Regions from separate parts of the Sus scrofa genome. Here regions 1 and 2 are each linked to region 3. A link is a contact called in public HiChIP or PLAC-seq data. All regions are on one chromosome and are shown on one strand. The core of a region is the stretch at or near the end of the contact, and the rest is flanking DNA. Distances in the headings are between cores, read along the strand shown.

What was found. HiChIP or PLAC-seq counts read pairs in DNA pulled down with a chosen protein or histone mark.
Region 1: an H3K27ac HiChIP or PLAC-seq map of alveolar macrophages shows a contact between it and region 3. The contact joins two enhancer-like sites. A contact is called at or near these places in 2 of 2 datasets of contacts at active chromatin or transcription factors (alveolar macrophages and skeletal muscle).
Region 2: an H3K27ac HiChIP or PLAC-seq map of alveolar macrophages shows a contact between it and region 3. The contact joins two enhancer-like sites. A contact is called at or near these places in 4 of 47 Hi-C or Micro-C datasets (blood, epiblast stem cells, fetal liver and 1 more) and 2 of 2 datasets of contacts at active chromatin or transcription factors (alveolar macrophages and skeletal muscle).

The regions. Positions count from the first base shown.
Region 1 is chr13:4,193,266-4,196,913 of Sscrofa11.1, forward strand. All of the region lies in intron 6 of PLCL2 (inactive phospholipase C-like protein 2), which reads left to right. TBC1D5 (TBC1 domain family member 5) reads right to left here. Exons shown (of 24, transcript XM_021069682.1): 24 at 1-3,648. Among named protein-coding and RNA genes, the nearest start is that of PLCL2, 200 kb to the left of the region's middle. Within about 2 kb of position 1,251, at least 3 of the 83 cell types and tissues checked have an H3K27ac peak or open chromatin away from gene starts, as enhancers often do. A contact at or near this core is called in alveolar macrophages, where this site is marked.
Region 2 is chr13:4,138,836-4,142,354 of Sscrofa11.1, forward strand. The region is part of intron 4 of PLCL2 (inactive phospholipase C-like protein 2); the gene reads left to right. Among named protein-coding and RNA genes, the nearest start is that of PLCL2, 150 kb to the left of the region's middle. Within about 2 kb of position 1,411, at least 13 of the 83 cell types and tissues checked have an H3K27ac peak or open chromatin away from gene starts, as enhancers often do. A contact at or near this core is called in alveolar macrophages and fetal liver, where this site is marked.
Region 3 is chr13:3,936,884-3,940,774 of Sscrofa11.1, forward strand. No RefSeq gene overlaps it. Among named protein-coding and RNA genes, the nearest start is that of PLCL2, 53 kb to the right of the region's middle. Within about 2 kb of position 2,433, at least 18 of the 83 cell types and tissues checked have an H3K27ac peak or open chromatin away from gene starts, as enhancers often do. A contact at or near this core is called in alveolar macrophages and fetal liver, where this site is marked.

The DNA of each region.
Region 1 (3,648 bases), core at 1-2,500, 260 kb after region 3:
ATCTGAAGACCTGTTCTGTCATTTTTTCCCAGAGCACAGAGGGCCTCACTCCTGATGTCCACCCTGCACTCCCCACAGGGGGTGTTGGAGGTCAGTGGCCGCAGTGGCTTGTGACTTAATCCTCATACAAGGCAGATGGCAAGTGCCAGTTTTTAGTTGGCAGGCCTTCCTTATGGTCATAAGTGTGACATGGGTTGGGAAGCACTTCATGACCACTTTGCCCGTGGTGCTAGAAATGCTCTTCCTAAGTCAGGCAAGGATTTCCTTCATAGGCTCGTCAGTGTGCTAGTCACTAGACTAGGCTTTACTAACAGTAGTCAAAAGTCTCTGGGCACCTGTCTTACCAATCTGTTATGGTCCAGGAAAAACTCCCTCTTGTTGCTTCTTCACACATCTAGAATTGCAGTGTTAGTTATTGTTCTTGTATTATGACTATATATCTGGTCAACTATTTCAAGTTGCCTTGTCATCATTATTTTTTATCAGAGTTCAGTCACACATTTGATAGTATAAGAATTAATTCTGTAAAACAGGAAATATACATATAATATAGCTAGCAATATAAGTGAGGTCATAAATTGTTGCAAATATCTCCTGGTTTTGCCAGACTCTGGGAGGGGATGTGCTAATTTCTTCCTCCTTGCAGCCATTCACTGGTGGGCTGGGTCAAGATGTGTCTGTGAGCTGAACAAAAGGTATTTTAGTTTACCTTTCAAGCATAGGGCAGGGTTTCCTGAGATGGCCATTAGGTGTACTTTGAGCTACAGGCAACATCCCTTTAGTGATGAACTTATAGCAAAAGCAATGGAATATATAGGTTAAAGGAAGAGAAACAGATCTAATATTCAGTCAGATTTGTCACTGCTCCTACAGCTCTCCACTGACACTGTCCATTCCACAGTCTTGCAGGAAAGAGGCAGTGACCACTCTGGCTGCCCCTGTTGAACAGGGGCAGTGAGGGGTGATCATGGACTAGAACTGATCAGCTTTCAGCAGCGAATCTTCCTTAGAGTATTTAGTAAATAGTACAATTCCCTTTCTTTCTTTGTCGACATTTATTTGAACCTGATGAAGCCCCTTAGCACTTTTGTTGTCTAATTTGTAATTGGACTTGGGCTTTTGGTTCCACTTCCTGTACCTATCTGTTAACTTTAACTTTCCAACTCTACCATAATTACACTAGATTCGTGTGCTGTTCAGTTGAACAAGACTAAACAAGTGGGTTGACTCATCCTTCTCCATTTATACTGAAACTGCAATCTCAATACTTGTCTTCTTGAGCAACCGTAAGCCTTTTGAAGGCTCACAAACCTATTGCACTCTAGGCCTTTCGGGGAGTTGGGCCATTTTCTGACAACACTGGTGCTGCTTTAACCTAAGAGTGATGAATCCATGGCTTTCCTCCAGCTGACTTAACAGATGAAGGCCTGGTACCACATGTGGTCCTGGCCACCTTGCAGTCAGCTGATGTTCAGACCCTTTCCTCTCCAGGCTTTAAGGAAGACTCAGTCTCCAGGCCAGAAAGGATGTAAGGCTACTTCAGTTGGGTAGGCAGACTTGTTGGAGGCAAACTCATGAACAGAAGATAGTACAGTGCCCAGGGGTTTAACATAATTTGCAACAGCTAGATCTTTCAGAGCTTTTATAGATCCTCCTGCCTTGGCAGACATCTGGAATGGCCTACCATACAGTATCTCAAAGGGGCTTGCTTAATTTAAGCCAGCTTCTGGGAGCCATTCTGATCTGAAGCAGTGCAACTGGCCAGGCCTTATCTCAAGGTAAATTGGTCTCTCGACATATTTTAGCAAAGCTGTTTCCAGTATGTATAATCCCTAGTGCAGGTAAGGGGCATCTGATATTTATCCAAAGGTAGACTGCTGGGGTGAGTGAGCCTCCGAAACTTAAGTGTCCTTCTTAATAATTCAGTTAAACTTTACGGTTATGTAGCATGATAACAAGGAACTGTCTGGGAGGTGAGTGTTAGACAGTAAAGACAAACCTCAATTAACAGCATCAGAATTTGATATCCACTGAAACATAACCTCTTTCTAAACTTATCCTCATTTTAAATCAAATACAGTCAAATTAAGATTGGTTTGCAGATGAGTCTGGTTAACTGATCATGTTGATTTCTTTAAATTGGCCGTGTTAGAATTTTTCATAAGGAGTCTCAGACTGAAATTTTAAAAGGCGTCTCAGGGCCAGGAAAGGGCCATGCCAAGTGCTTGTCACAGATTTTTTGCCTTACAGGTTTAGGTGAATTTCTTGTTTTTTGAGATCCCCAGAATACCTCGAGGTTTTTGCACCTGTTAGGAAGTGTCCTTCCTAAGTTACCTGATAAAGCTGCTGAGAATTTAAGAGTTTCCAGTCTCTGGAGGGATCAAGTAGAGAGAAAAGATAAATGTTTCAGTTGTGTTTATAAAGGTATACTTTTGCTATAAACATAATTAACTTAAGGGGAAAGGTATCCTTATATCTGGAAAAACACAGATGAAAAGCCAGACAAAACCAAGAAATATTTCAGACAAAACCAAGAAATCATGACTATATTCATTTTACTCAATCCTTTATAATAATCCTTTTTACTAAAATTTTATGAAATCAGAGTTTTCATTAGACTTTTAAAATATCTTACCTAGTTTGCATTATGATTTAAAAGTCATAAAAACCCTCTACTTCTCAAAAAGCCCTTTCTATGACTCTTCCTGAAGATGAAGCAGTTTAGCAAAGCATCAGCTTAACTATCTGTGAATGATAAAGGACTTAGGGAGGCAAGGCCAGAGCTCTGGTTATAATGTTTTTTGACAGGCTTAACCAAGTTGTTGTGATATACAAGATAATTTTAAGATAACTAAGATGATAACTAAAATTTTAACATTAGGAGTTCCCGTCGTGGCGCAGTGGTTAACGAATCCGACCAGGAACCATGAGGTTGCGGGTTCGGTCCCTGCCCTTGCTCAGTGGGTTAACGATGCGGCGTTGCCGTGAGCTGTGGTGTAGGTGGCAGACGCGGCTCGGATCCCACGTTGCTGTGGCTCTGGCGTAGGCTGGTGGCTACAGCTCCGATTCGACCCCTAGCCTGGGAACCTCCATATGCCGCGGGAACGGCCCAAGAAATAGCAACAACAACAACAACAAAAGACAAAAAAAAAAAAAAAAAAAATTAACATTATACCAGGACATAGCCCAATTTCAGAAATTTATATTATTTCTAGAATGTCTGTATTAATAACACTTATCCATATCATATAAAGAGGATTATCACTCACTGGACATTGTTTCCTGTGTAATTTAGCATACCAACCAATCCTAGTTAATTTAATAGTTTTCTCTGAGATGCCTCAAGGATTCTCTAAAGCATCCCAAAGTTAGCTGGAGGTCAAAAGAACTTTAAATAAAATCTTTTTGGGGGAAATTTGTCAAAAAATTTCAAAACACTTGGTCAAATAAGATCATAGGTCACTGTGAGACAAAAGTGAAACGAGATCTCAAAAGTGAATACAGATCACTTAAAGGCACAGAAACTCACACAATCTGTTAGCAAAGGTAGCATCCCAGAAAAATGTCCTCTTTAACAGTAAGAAAAACAGAGCTAGTCTTAAACCAGCTTACTTTTAGTAATAAAGTTCACACTAAATTTAGTCTAAA
Region 2 (3,519 bases), core at 161-2,660, 200 kb after region 3:
GGGCACTCCCAGTGCCCGACGCAAGATGTGTCCTGGTGTGTTTGGCCAAGGACACATCTCATTGAGCACAGCTGTGAGTTCACACAGACCCAGGCAGGTGTGCATGGGTGTGAGCACATGTGCATAGTATCGTTCTTGCCTAGAGACATTGGGACTAGCTGCTGGGGGAGGAAGGAGGACCCTCCCAGCACGTGGGAAGCAGGTGGGGGGGGGGGTAGGAGGGCTGTTCAAGCAAAGAACACGGGCCCTGAGGGTGGGAAGTCCCTGCTCTAGTGCCTACTCTGTGACCAGGCACATCACTTCATCTGTAAAATTGGCACAATCTCGCCGCCTCAGAGGGGCTGAGATCGCATGTAACTGGCCCAGAGCATAAACAGTAGTCCCCGTCACATCAGCGTGAGTTTTCAGAGGCTAGCACCAGGCAGCCCTCAATGCTGTAAGACCTGTCTGTGTATATTTTAGCATCACACAAACCTGAGAGCAGCAGCTTTGCTGTTTATGAAGACAGGGTTACTCCACTTCATAAAGGCAGGTGGAAAGTTGCAAAGTGAAAAGCAGAAGGTTAGGCTTCCCACCACCTTACTAGGGCAGTTAGTTGCCTCTTTCCTGGGAAAGGGGAAGATGGAGGAGCACATGAGTTCTGTGGTCAGCACCAGAAAGGACACTTGGGTTTGTACCATAAATGTTGTAGTAGCCGGTCAACTGGTTCTTGCTCTTCTAGCTATGCTAGTCCGGATACTGTAGACTCTTCACTGTGCTCAAAAATATTGCTCTTCATTACACAGGAATCTCCAGTTGCTTTTCCCTGTTAACTAACATCTATACTTAGCTAACACAGACCTGAGAGAAACTAATGACACCTTACAGTAAGAGTATGATTGGATTACTGTCTGTTAATTAGGAGTTTCTAAATCACCTTGATCCCCCTTGGAGAAAAGGCTTGATATAAGTAGATGGTAATAAACGTGGTACTCTGTTTAATTCAAATTGTATCTTTTGAAATTTAATTAATTTGGTAATAATAGTTTAAACGAGCATGTCAAAACTAAACGGTCCTTGGTGACTTGAAAGTAATATATAGCATCCAGAAGTTCCTACTACAGTCTCCGGAAGTAGCTTGCTCGCTGAGTAATTGGCTGTAAGGAGCTTGAGTTCCCCTTTCTTCCCACAGGGATGCTTAGTCTAGCTTTAAAATTCTCACCGGTTCTGGGAGACACTCCCCTGCATCCCAAACTCCTTATCTTAAAAACCCTCAAGACCGAGGGAGTCACAGTGGTGCCCTGGCCCTTCTTTCCCACCTCCCAGACATATATTGGAGGCAGAAGTGCATGGCCAGCTGTCGCCTGCATCCCCACTGGATGGCCCTGGCTGTCCACAGGCCCAGACGGAAGTGCCTTTCCCGGCAGTTCAGTCCTGCATGCTCATACCCTTCCTGCTCTCGTGACAGGATATTAGAGCGCCAGGCGCACTTACATCTCCTGCCGAGGTAGTGTGAGGGCGTCGTGTAAAGCACATCATGATTATTGTTTAGAAAATCAGAGAAGCACTCAGAGTCGAGAGGCGACAGCGACAAAGGCCCCAGAGAGGATAGGGTTTGTGTGTGCATCCTTGAGGTCACTGTGGTGCAGACCCATTCATCATGTGCGGGGAAGTAGCCTGTTCAGTGTGAGGATGTTACATAAGGCTTCCCACGCTAATCATGTGCCAAATGATATGTGACACCCCCAGTTCTTCCCTAATGAGGCTTCTGATCATGTGAGGTTGATCATTAAATAGAGACATAAGAGGATTATTCTAATTGGAGTGCATGTGAACTTACTATCTACCTGCCCTCCACACAGAAAAGCACTGCATGATGTATTTTTCATGAACTGATAGGAGTTATTGTAGAGTTCTTCTGGATAGATTTATGGTTTCATTGGAGTTCCTTTTTAGGGTAGTTTGGGTTCTGTTTTGTTCAATTTTCAACAGTTTCTGTTTTCTTTGAATATTGCATTGTACAGGAGCAGAAGCAGTACAAGAGCAAACCCAAAATTCAACTTTTTGAAATTCTGTGTACCTCTGAAATGAAAACTATTCAGAAATTCCAAAACTTTGGCAACAACTTATAGTAGGACAAACGTTTAAAAGCTGTATGTTGACTTCATAACTCATCTCTTGGTTTATTGGAACTCCTGGCTTTTCCAGAGCCTTCTTCTCTATTCCTCAAGCTATTCTGCACTACAGAGCTTCACCAGGTCATATTTAAATATGTTTGGGAAAATATGGAGACGTCTAGTCATGCTAAGTCTCAGTTAACCTAGAAATACGAATGAATTCCTTTTGCATAAAAGCTTGGTTGTGGCTTCATTGTTTATTCACTTGTCTTCATGAAATAAAAATTTCTTTCTGGTTTAAAGGATGGTTTTTGATAAGGTCAGTCACCCTGGTGCATTCGCTGTTTTATTTCCTCTAAGCCCTGGCTCTTTGATTTGGTCTTTTTTACTTTTATTCCTCCATGTAGTGCCTTTCCCCCCTTCTGTTTCCTCTTTGTGGTGTTTTCTCTCATCTTCGCTCCCTTCTCCTGCCTCCAGCCTGACAAATGTGTATTACTAAGGACTTCTAGTGGCTAAAGCTGGAAGTGCCTCTTAGAAATACCCACAGTGTAAACTTGGGTCCATCCCAAGTGCAGTGGGCACCAGAGCAACTCCTAGAAAGTAAGAACCAAGAGAAAGTAAGAACCAAGGGGAGTACTTTGGTTGTTTTGACTGCATGATACTGTTTATTTCCATGAATTTTATACTGAATCCAAATGGTTGTTTAGGGGAGTACGGCCAAGATCTATATTGCTATCTGTCTAGTAATAAGCATAGTGTCTCTTTGCTTGTATATGGACATGGTAATTCACTTCGGGAACTACGGTTTAATTAAAACTGCATTACTAGGAAATGCAGCCGTTTCTGAGCCTATGAATATAGTTCTAAACTGATTTAGAGTGATAAGTGGTAGATAGAGACGTGGATTGTGAAAATTCAGCCAGGTACCTACAGATTCTAGGGGATGTAATTTTATGGGATTTGATCTGAAATGTAGTGAGTGAGATACTCAGATTATAGCAGTGCTTAGACGAAAGTTAAGTGGCAGGAGAGCTCCATTCATCACCCTTAGGTATGTACTACCATGCTAGCCCTGCAGTGAACTTTATGACCAATTAAGAGCATATGTAGAAGCCAGAAGGATTCTTGACTTCTCTAGAATGTGGACCCTGGGTCACTCATAATTCAGGATTTGCTCCAGATTTATACAGCATCTCTTCTCTGACAAGCAATGATTGTTAAAATAGTTTAAAATAATTGAGTACAGTGTTGAGGCAGGCTTGTATGATGCCACAAGCATACTTAGGTTGAAGTTGATAGATGTTGAGAGCTTAACTCTACGTCACAATAAAATTGCATAGATTTTGAAATACTCTCCCTTTTATAGTCAGTTCTGCTGTAAAACTTGTTTTGAAAATGTAGCTTTGTTTGTGTGTTATTATTT
Region 3 (3,891 bases), core at 1,183-3,682:
ATTTTAAAGAAATATTATTTTTAAAGTGAATAAAAGTCTATATTTAAAGAATATCTGTTCTAGCTCTACAATTTTAAATAGAAAAATTTATAAATAAGCTAGTACAGAGAGTTCCTGCTGTGGCACAGAGTGGGTTAAGAATCTGACTGGGCAGCTCAGGTTGATACAGGAGCATGGGTTCAGGCCTCACTGTGGGTTAAAGGATCCAGCATCCAGCGTTACCTCGGGTGTGGTGTAGATTGCACCTGCAGCTAAGATTCAGTCTCTGGGTGGGGAACTTCCATATGCCATGGGTATGGGTGTTAGAAAAAAAAAAGAAAAAGAAAGAAGCTCGGTACAATAAAAGGGTAGTTAAATATACTACTTAGAATGAAATATTATGCTGGCATTAAAATGAGATTTTAGTAATAATGTATGACCAAACCAACCATTTATGAAGAGTTTTCTGTATTCCAAGTCCCAGGCTAAGCATTTTGAATGTACATTATCTCATCTAAACCTTATTATGATTGTGTGTAAATATATATATATATATATATACACATACACATTTTTTTCTCATATTATTTTCCATCATATGCTATCCCAAGAGATTGGATATTATGCAGTAAGATCTCATTGCCCATCTATTCTACATGTAAGAGTTTGTATCTACTAACCCCAAACTCGAAGTCCATCCCCCTCCCTCTCCCTCTGTATTTTCCAGTTTTTCTACAATGCACATGCCAAAGTACCACACAAAAAATAAAATGCTTCTAAAAGCATAAAAAAAATGAAAATACAATTTATTTTATTAATTTTTAAAATAAGTGAGCCATTCCGTCTTTCCTACAGGCCCTTTAGTGTTTTTTTTGGGGGGGTGCACCCACAGCATATGAAAGTTCCCAGGCTAGGGGTTGAACTGGAGCTGTAGCCACTGGCCTATGCCACAGCCGCAGCCACGCCAGATCTGAGCTTCGTCTGCGACCTACACCACAGCTCATGGCAATGCTGGATCCTTAACCCACTGATTGAGGCCAGGGATTGAACCCAAGTCCTCATGGATACTAGTCGGGTTCATTATTGCCAAGCCATAACAGGAACTCCTCCCTTAGGTTTTGACGCTTGAATAACTGAAGCAGGAAAGGGAAAAGGCAAAGCCCAGTGGTCAGAGGGAAACTTGCCGAAATATCGGCTGCCCCTATACACTGATGCCTGATAGAAACTTGGAGACAGAGTTGGAGGAAACAGCAGAAGTAGCTTTTTTTTTTTGCCTTTTCTAGGGCTGCTCCCATGGCATATGGAGGTTCCCAGGCTAGGGGTCTAATCAGAGCTGTAGCCGCCGGCCTACACCAGAGCCACAGCAACGTGGGATCCGAGCTGTGTCTGCGAACTATACCACAGCTTACTGCAAAGCAGGATCCTTAACCCACTGAGCGAGGCCAGGGATCAAACCCGCAACCGCATGGTTCCTAGTCGGATTCGTTCACCACTGTGCCATGACAGGCGCTCCCAAGAAAAAGTAGCTTTAATTGCCAGGCAAAGAGGGGAGCACAGCAGGCTAGTGTGTCACCCCCACCCTCCTTGGAGGGGGTAGTGAAGAGGCTTAATAGTGCTTAAGGAGCATGGTGTGGTCAGCTCATGGACATTTTCCTGACTGGCTGGTGGTGAGGTGATTGGGAGTCAGTGTCATCAACATTCTGGTTCCAACTGGTGTGGGGTCTATGTGCTTATGGGCAGCAGACAGTTAACTTCTTCTACCTGTGGGGGCTTTAGCACCTGCCGAACAGCTCCAAGAACACAGCCCAGAATATTATCTTTGAAGAGCTGAAGTTTCTTAACTTTGTTGCATGGGTGAATTAGTGTTATTGTTCTCTTTTTTCTCTGTATTTTCTCCCTTCTCTGATTAGATTGGTTCTTTGACTAAAGTTTATCTATAGATTAAAAAGGCCGATGGAGGATATGAGTGGGGGGCCCCTCCAGGAAGGCCTCACAGGGTCCTGCTTGGTTATGAAACCAGAGGCGTGTTTCCCACCCAGCTACAGGGAGTGAGCCACATGAGGCTTGCGGTGACATCTGTGGTCACATATGTTACAAGTGAAAGAAATATCACAATGAGGTTGGCAAAGCCTTGGGTATTACCCAACCTCACGTATCTACCAAAAGGGCTTAAAACAAAACAAAACCTAGGAACAAAAGAAAGCCAACATTAAGAGGTAAAGCCCCTTTTCCATGTTCTCTAAGAATAGAGACCCTCCCTTAGGTCAGCATGAGAGGCTATAATTAGGGGACAGTCACTCTCTGGGAAGAAACAAGAAACAGATTCAGAGCTCCTTTCTATTGTTTACAGGATCTTTGAGAAAGACCAGCATCTGCTGCCTCTGAGGTTCTGAAACTGCCCCCAGAGCAGGGTGTGCCCTCAGCGCCTGCGGAAGCCCAAGTGACAGGGCAAAGGCCTTGGCGCTCTAAGCACGGGGAACCCCCTGTAGGATGGGAGGCCTACTGGGTTGGGCCCCACAGGAAGTGCCCCGTTTTATTGAGGTGGCTGTGCTGAGCAGCAGAGGGCCTGCCCTTGTTTGCTGGGGCTTTCCTGCGGGTTCTGTGACTGGGTGGTAGAAAGCAGAAGGCTGAGTGAACCCCAAACCTGGCTCAGGCCTGGAGGCTGATGGTAGGGCCGCTCAGGGAGGTCATTCTCCCATCTAGGAAGTGGCCCAGACAGCCTGGTGGGAGGAATGCCAAGCACATGGTTTCAGGTGGGCTCCTGGCCATATGAAGCTAATTTCTCAGAGCGCCTTCACATTTCTTCAGAGCTATTCATTCATTTGTTCAGCTGGTGCCCACCCATCTGTGCTTCAGGCACTCGTAGCATAGTGCCTGGTTCACAGGAACAGCTAATGCTCACCATATAGTGAGTTTGAGATGAATGAATTAATGAATCAATGAATGAATTAGTAATCTCTCAGACTGGGCTGAGCCGGAGAAGAGTGGAGAGGTTAAGAGCAAAGGCACTGGAGCTAGAATGCTTGGGTGCAAATCATGGCTCTGCTGTGTGCTGGCTCATGAATCTGGCCATATCCTGTGACCTCTCTGTGCCTCAGTTTCCTCATTGGTGAAACGAGGATGATGGGAGTACCTGCCCCAAAGGGCTGTTGTGAGTCTTACATGACATAATACGTATCAATTGCTTTTAGCAATTGTAGACATTCAGTAAACATTACTTGTTATTTTTATTAAGAGCTGAAGTTGACATTTGCCAGCCCAGCCACATTTTGACTGAGTTAGTTTGGTGAGGATGGGCGTATTTGTCTAAGATAGGGCTTATGAGTGAACACCATTTATTTGGCCATGGGTACCCTCAATTAACATGCATAATGACAGGTATTATATTAGTTTTTATGAAAGTTTTTCTTGAACCTAAAATAGGAAAATGTACATAACAGAAAGAAGGGCAATGGCAAAATACTTCACTAGGACCCTTAGGTATGAGCTGGTTTCTTGAGACCACCCTACTTATTAGGGGGTGTCCTGTGGGAGAAGTTCATTCTGTCTCCCTATGAGATCACCTGAGCTGGGCTTCTGGAGTTACAGTAAACATGCAAATAGGAATATTTGGTGAGCAGACAGCCAGTAGATGTAGACCGTGCTGGTGTTGCCGTGAGCTGTGGTGTAGGTGACAGACACAGCTTGGATCTGACGTTGCTGTGGCTATGGCTTAGGCCAGGAGCTGTGGCTCTGATTCGACCCCTAGCCTGGGAACCTCCGTATGCCGTAGACCCTAAAGAGCAAAAAAAATTTTTTTTAATTAAAAATCCGTGCAGAATAGACTTGTAGTTTCCAAGGGGGAGGGGGAGGGAGTGGGGTGGTTGGGGAGCTTGGGGTTAATAGATGCAGACTATTGCCTTTAGAATGGAT